Linked DNA regions of Mus musculus: region 1 is linked to region 2. A link is a contact called in public promoter capture Hi-C data. All regions are on one chromosome and are shown on one strand. Each heading gives the region's core, a stretch centred on a gene start, on an enhancer-like site or on the middle of the called end of the contact. The rest is flanking DNA. Distances are from core to core; before and after follow the strand shown. Region 1 holds the start of C8a (complement component 8, alpha polypeptide). Region 2 overlaps Dab1 (disabled 1).

Region 1 (3,491 bases), core at 617-3,116, 150 kb after region 2:
ATTGATCTGGATAAATCTAGAAGACCCAAGCCAACTGGCACGTTGTACATTTCTTCTTTCTGATTGCTGTCAACCATCCAAACAAATGGAAAATCCAACCCTAACAATGGTCCTAGCCACCCCATGCCATCCATGCCTGGGGGCAGCTCTTGGTGAGTGCTTTAAGTGGGGCCTTGTTCCATTGTTCTAGGGACTTGCAGGCACTTAATTCCTGATCTTATTTTCCTCCTGTTTCACAAGTGTGTAAGATGCAGCCTGGAACACTTATGTAATTTGCTCAAGATCAAATAACTATTCATAGCGAGTGCCAGCACAGGGATTTGAACCCAGGAGAATGATTTTTGTCCTGTAACTTTCTATTTTGAAAACCGATGTCAGACGCACTGGCAGTGAGCGCCATGGTTTCTCCCTCAGCACTTTGTAAAGCACTGACTTGGATCTCTCTGCCTTAACGCGAAATTTGCCTCTTCACTGAACTGTCTTGTTTGATAAGTTCATCAAACATCAAGACCCTGTTCGTTTTCAGAAAGGATTACGATGATAAGCTTTTATAATTGAGAGTATCTCAGCTGAGATTTTCTTCACCACCGACCTCTTGCCTGGGTCTTCTAATTATTATTAGCGATGGATTTTATGATGTTCTAAAACTGTATTTGTTTTAAATACAAGCTACAGATTATCTGCTTATAAAACACGTCTCCCCTTCTGAACTGTTACTTAAAGGGACTCTCTCTTACTGTGGTATTTAATCCAGTGGTTCTCAACCTTCCTAGCGCTGTGCCCCTTTAAGACAGTTCCTTACATTGTGGTGACCCCCACTGAAAAAAAAATTGTTTCTACTTCGTAATTGTAATTTTGCTACAGTTATAAATCATAAGGTTAATCTCTGACATGCAGGATATCTAATATGCATCCCCTGTGAAAGGGTCATTTAACCCTTACAAAGGGGTCAGGACCCACAGGTTGAGAACCACTGATTTGAGCACTAATGATTCAAAATTAAATCAACGAATAAGAATTTGACTAAAATAACTTTATTTTAAGCCTCCAATGTTTGAAAGGCAGAGAATGCTTAAAATAAAGTCCCAAAGGTTAGATAAAGGTTCTGCTTAAGTACAATAAAATATTCAACAATGAAATATAAATATCTGAAGGCAGGTTGGAAATCTCAGGAAAATAGAAGAGCCAAAAATGCAAGACACAGGAGAATGTTGCCTCTGCTGTCTCCTCAAAACAAAGGTTTAGAATGATGTGGCCACGTCTCTCTACAATGTCTTGCTCTTACCCACAAAAATATTTACATATATTACCTAAATATATCCCCCCAACCAGTGTAAGTGGGATTTCTTTTTTACCATTTTCTCTTAACTGTCTCACATTGCTTGAGAAAAATTCGACTTATTAAATGCCTACTATATACAGAGGACATTTGAAATCCAGGATTGTATTACATCTGCATCTTCTGTTATAGAAGAGGTGCTATGAGGCTCCATCTACAGGCAGGAAAACTGGGAAATCAGAGAGATTAAACACTGTGGTCTGCGTTACCCCACTGCTGAGTGGAAATTGATAGCTGGCTGATCTCGTTATTACTAACTGGCTTCTCCTCTGCTCCACTCCTCCGCTGGATTAGTAACAATATGAAAAGAGATTCTCTTCCATGCCACCACAGCCCACTGCCAACATCACCATGTCTTAGATTCCCCAGCAGAAGACCTCAGTTTTGTAAGGATCCAAAGCCCACTTACTGGTTCACCTTCTCTTGTGCAGTTACCCCAGGGTGCCATGCCACCAAAGACAAGCCAAAGAAAGCAACCACAAACATCTCATCCAGAAGTCACCAACTAGTGTCTATGTAAAAGACGAGAAGAGCCTACCTTAGAAGCCATAGATATATCCAGGCTGGGACCCAAATTGTCTACCGGATGTTTAAAATGGTCAAAAGTCCCCCAGTTCCCATTCAATGTGATTAACTAGTAACCAAGGTATTGATTAGCCAAACGCCTTCAAAATGGCCCCAAGCCCTTTAGCCCTTTTAAAAAATTATCCACATGGCTAAGGAAAGGTGATGTTTAACTAAAATCAGTTCAGTGAAGAGTTTTGTTTTCAGAGAGATGCAGGTGCTGTTGCAGGCATCCTGGTGTCTTGTAGTGGCTCCTGGAGCTTCTACAGTCAAATGAGTCTGTTGTTGAAGAGAGTAGCAAGGCATAAGGCTCATTTGGTACAGAAGTTCAGATGCAAGCATCCAGGAAGGTACAGGCATGCTGACAGTTACATAAAGGTTTTGCCATGGCTCTCCAAACATCTGGAGCCTGGAAATGCATGTGACTCACTGGACTTTCTACTTTCAATACAAACACTGAGTATCATTAAGATTCAGCCTATTTATGTCTCAAGGGGACCAGATGTCTTAAATATACATCTTCAGAAACTCTCTCTGGAATTATAATGCCAATCATAGCCAACACATCTGCACTGAAGATGCCATACCTGGATATAATCCCCCACTCCCGCAGACATAAAGTAAATCAAGTAACTAGAGATGGACAGAAAATAGATGAGTAAATAGCCAAGAGTCGTTAAATACTACTCTATGCGATAGGTGCTTCGTATGTCTCTTTGTATTTAATCTTCAATCAAGAAGTCTGCCACGTGAAAATTACTAAGTCCATATTGCCACGGATGAAGTGAGAGCTCAGATCAGTGCTGAGCTAACTAGCTCAAGGGTGTACAGCTGCCTGGCTATGCCTGGAGCGGTGCAGCTTTGCCTTAGTGGGATTAGCCGGTTGCATCATTACTGATCTCAATGGGGAGACACACTGACCAGCTTGGGCGCCTGAGATTCTGATTCGTGTGTGGAAACCTCAGAAAGCCATCAAGCAGCAGCTCCCTTCCTCTCCTCAGAGGTGTAGGCAGATGTGAGCGCCTGTTCTGAAAGCTGGAGGGGTCCTAAGACTGTCTCTCTGCTTCCCACTTCTCTCCAGTTTTGATTCCTAGGTCGTCTTCGCCTCAGTTTTCCCCTGCGTATACATCATTTGAAAACTTTCTTGTCTTCTTCTCCCACAAGAAACTAAGTTGGTCTTTTCTGTGCTGTGACTGCAGATATAGGGATGGGGATGTTACATCTGGACACCCTTGAACTGCTCAAGGTAGTGTATCTGGACCTCACCTTTCTCCTAACTCCTGACATCCAATGTATGACAAAGTTCCTATCTCAGACATGCAGAGTCCCCTGAGACTGGAACTCAGGGTCCCCAACCATTTCCATAGATTCCTTCATGGGGAACAGACCTCCCCCAGCACTGTCTTCTCCAGCAGGGGTGACATTACCCTCCAAAGACCACTTGACAATGCCCAAGGATGCTTATGATGGTCCCATGGGGTAGAGATATGCTATTGGCATCCAGTGGATAGAGACAAAGCCGCTGCTGAATGTCCCACAATGCACAGAGGTCCCCACTACAGAGAAATATAACTAACCAAAGTATCAA
Region 2 (3,382 bases), core at 16-2,515:
GGAAAAAAGAAAATATGAGGGGGGGGCTTGCTGCCTCCAACAGTACAATCATCAGAGATGAATCTACCTGTGGCTCTTAGGTTCCATTACAGTCTTGGAAAAACATGAAGATGTCCATCCTCTGGATCTCTTGAGCTGGTACTCGTGAGCCAAAGCCATGTCGCTGAGCCTTATGCTCAAGACCTCGAAGTGCCGCACCGACTCCTAACTCATGGCTCAGGATGCTTCTCCTTAAAATGATTTTTCTTTGTGATTATGTGATGGCAATATGCATTCTGTAGAAACCACACTGTTAGTGTTGATCTTTCCCCCAACATAACAATATGGGGTACAATGCTCTCTCTATTGCTGGGCAGCCACAGAGAGCTGTGGCTCCCAGACACCCATGCAATCAGAGGGAAAGTTCACTCCACAGTCTACTGGGCTGCTTAGCTAGCTGTGCAGTAGGTTATCGCCTACAGTATCTCTACTATAGGTTATAACCCCATCATCAAAGAATAGGTATATTTCTGTTTTAGAAGAATGGTGGGAAGGAGGGTGAGGCATGACTGGGCCAAAACTGAAGGTTTCTGCTCACTCATTAAAATGGGCATTAGAGTCACTAAGGACATTGAAAGACCCACAGTTGAAGCCTAGATCCTTTTTTCTCCTCAAAATAGCAAATATCTGCAGTGTTATAGGAACCCATTATTTTCCTACACCATTTTTAATCAGTATAATGTTACACTGATAGTATGGAATTGAAATGAGAAGTGATTTATAATAAAAGCATGTGTTTCAATAAAGAAATACTTGGGCATGACCATACTGCAGGACATAATGAGTAAGTAATGAGATGACTATACCTGAGAGCAGAATTACCAGGAAAAACTGCAGCTGAAAATACAGGCTAGCCCCAGCCACAATGAGTGTTAACTGTTAATGAGTGTTTCTGTCTGGGACCACCCTTTTCCAAAACTCTTTCGCACATTCCAAATCAAATGACATACGTTCTTCCTTGAGTGTACACACTTGTCACGTTCCTGGGAAACCACAGGTGTTGACTCTGTGTGCAGAGAAATTGAATTTCTTAGCCATTTGGTCTGTCTAGGCTTATATCAGGAGGCAGAATCGGTCATTGTGCTGTGCATTGGTCTCACAAGTTTTGGATATCTGCTGTCAATGCTGGTAGCCCCTTAAAAACCAGGAGCCCAGACTTCCCTGCAGTTACCATAACAACTAAAACATCTCACCAATTTTCTCTTCACCCCTAGGGGGCGACAGCATTCCCTCTGAGAATAATTTAGTTAATGTCAAAGCAAATCAAAGAACAAGAGAAACAAGTGGCCCTGTTGTCACTTAGTGTGTTAGAGGTCAAGGCACTGCATTAGTAGGTGAGCTACCGAACAGTGTGAATAAATCAAGAGCTTGAACAGTGTACCCCAGTAAAAACAAACTTAGAGTTCTACCATGATGTCTGTTTCATTGTTTCAAAGCCTTTAACAGTGGCTGGATTCACCAGTAACAAATCCTTGTGCCCTGTCTAAAGCTTCCTCCTGAGGCAGCTTGGCAAGGGAATGGAGAAATGACTAGACTTGGAATGTTGACTTGATCCAGCTTCAGTCGGTTGAGGGGCAGTTGAATTGAGACTAGAACCAGGTACTCTCGTATATGATCACTGTGGGCTCAGAAGAGTCGCTGACATGAACCATGATGTTATCATTGCTACGGCACCTGTCAATCATCCTTTTTCGTGTTGCTAGCATACCCTGAATCCTCTCCTGTTTCATTCTGATCTCACCGTTTTTGCACCTATAGTTTTATTCTGGCAGTCATTTGAAGTGCTTCTTTGGGCAAAGCTAGCTTCTCTACCTTCTGCCCCGACTGAACAGCCACATGTCTCTTAGGCTTAGGTGTCCATGTATGTGTCCCCATGAGAACCATGAGGACCACTGGAAGCATGTAAGAATTCCAGTGGACCCAGAGTAGTCCAGACGCAGTGCCATGAAAACCCTGAAATAGGTGTGGGTCATCTGGATGGCTGCACAGAACACGAGGAAGAGAATCCTGACTAGAGATGGACTCAGCTCAGTTTGGATCCTGATCCTACCTTATGCAAGCTGTGTGACCCTCAGCATTTCCCTTCCTATTGCAATCACCCAAAAAGAATAATTGGGCAAGTAGTTACCATGGTGATAAATATGAGAACCTGCCTGGGTGTGTTTGTAATACCAAACATGGCATGAGGTATCCTCATTGGCTTAATAACCTCCAATTTTTATTTTGTAAACTTGTAAAAAGTAATCCTACAGAAGTAATGTATTCCCACCCCCAAAGTAAGGTGTTGTCAGTTACACAACAAGCAAGCTATCATGTACCTTTCAGCGTTCATCTGGGCCATGTTACAGGAGTAGCTAATGTTTGTTGAACGTTCACTCTGTGTCGGGTGCAATAGTCCCTTCCTTGAATACTGAATTATATTAATCTTCAGATCATCCTACAGAAATAAGGAGATAATGTATGCCCATTTTATAGATAAGAGCCTGGAGCATGGCAGATCCTAAGGGGCACTCCCAGATGACACATCGAGGAAGCAGCCATCTGGCCTTTCATCTATGCCTCTGAAGTTCTAACAGTCAGAGTTTTACTTTGCACCCTGCCTGCCTGATGAAAAACTTAATGAAAATTAGGTCTCAGTGCCTGGCTCTGTCTCCTGAACTATGAGATTCAGGAAAGTGAAACAATGGGGAAATGTTATTATTCCCAGATTTAAGCTGTGTTTCAACCCCTACTTAAGACCTCTCCCATGAGGGCTAGCCCCTCCACCAGTAGGTCAACATCTAGAGGTCAAGACCCAAGAAGTCCTAGTACAGCTTGGGACTCTGTAAATGGGCAGTACACTTCTGTCAATCACTCAAATCTGTAGATTTTTCCCCCCAGGATGCTTGATCCTCCTTTCTCCTGTTCCAGGTTATGTCGCTATGGGCGCCGTCCTCCCATCCTTCTGGGGCCAGCAGCCCCTTGTTCAACAGCAGATCGCCATGGGTGCTCAGCCACCCGTCGCTCAGGTGATACCAGGAGCTCAGCCCATCGCATGGGGCCAGCCAGGTCTCTTTCCTGCCACCCAGCAAGCCTGGCCCACTGTGGCCGGGCAGTTCCCGCCAGCCGCCTTCATGCCCACACAAACTGTTATGCCTTTAGCAGCCGCCATGTTCCAAGGTCCCCTCACCCCCCTTGCAACCGTCCCAGGCACGAATGACTCTGCCAGGTCAAGTCCACAGAGTGACAAGCCCAGGCAGAAAATGGGGAAGGAGTCGTTCAAGGATTTCCAGATGGTCCAGCCTCCACCCGTACCCTCCCGGAAGCCTGACCAGCCCTCCCTGACCTGTACCTCAGAGGCCTT

Evidence for each region. Promoter capture Hi-C pulls out the DNA fragments that hold promoters and counts their contacts.
Region 1: a contact with region 2 is called in a promoter capture Hi-C map of liver, with 6 times the contacts expected there. The contact joins the promoter of C8a here to the enhancer-like site in region 2. A contact is called at or near these places in 5 of 39 promoter capture datasets (cranial neural crest, hippocampal neurons, liver and 1 more), 9 of 484 Hi-C or Micro-C datasets (cerebral cortex, cortical neurons, cumulus cells and 4 more), 3 of 115 datasets of contacts at active chromatin or transcription factors (VIP interneurons and astrocytes) and 2 of 9 other capture datasets (adipose tissue and pancreatic islet).

Annotation. Positions count from the first base shown.
Region 1 is chr4:104,874,532-104,878,022 of GRCm38.p6, forward strand. It overlaps C8a (complement component 8, alpha polypeptide), which reads right to left and starts at 1,867. Exons shown (of 11, transcript NM_146148.2): 1 at 1,749-1,867. The coding sequence starts at 1,825. It also overlaps a transcript of Fyb2 not described here.
Region 2 is chr4:104,724,611-104,727,992 of GRCm38.p6, forward strand. It overlaps Dab1 (disabled 1), which reads left to right. Exons shown (of 18, transcript NM_001369047.1): 15 at 2,950-3,382. Among named protein-coding and RNA genes, the nearest start is that of C8b, 40 kb to the right of the region's middle. Within about 2 kb of position 1,266, at least 13 of the 459 cell types and tissues checked have an H3K27ac peak or open chromatin away from gene starts, as enhancers often do. A contact at or near this core is called in liver and second pharyngeal arch cranial neural crest, where this site is marked.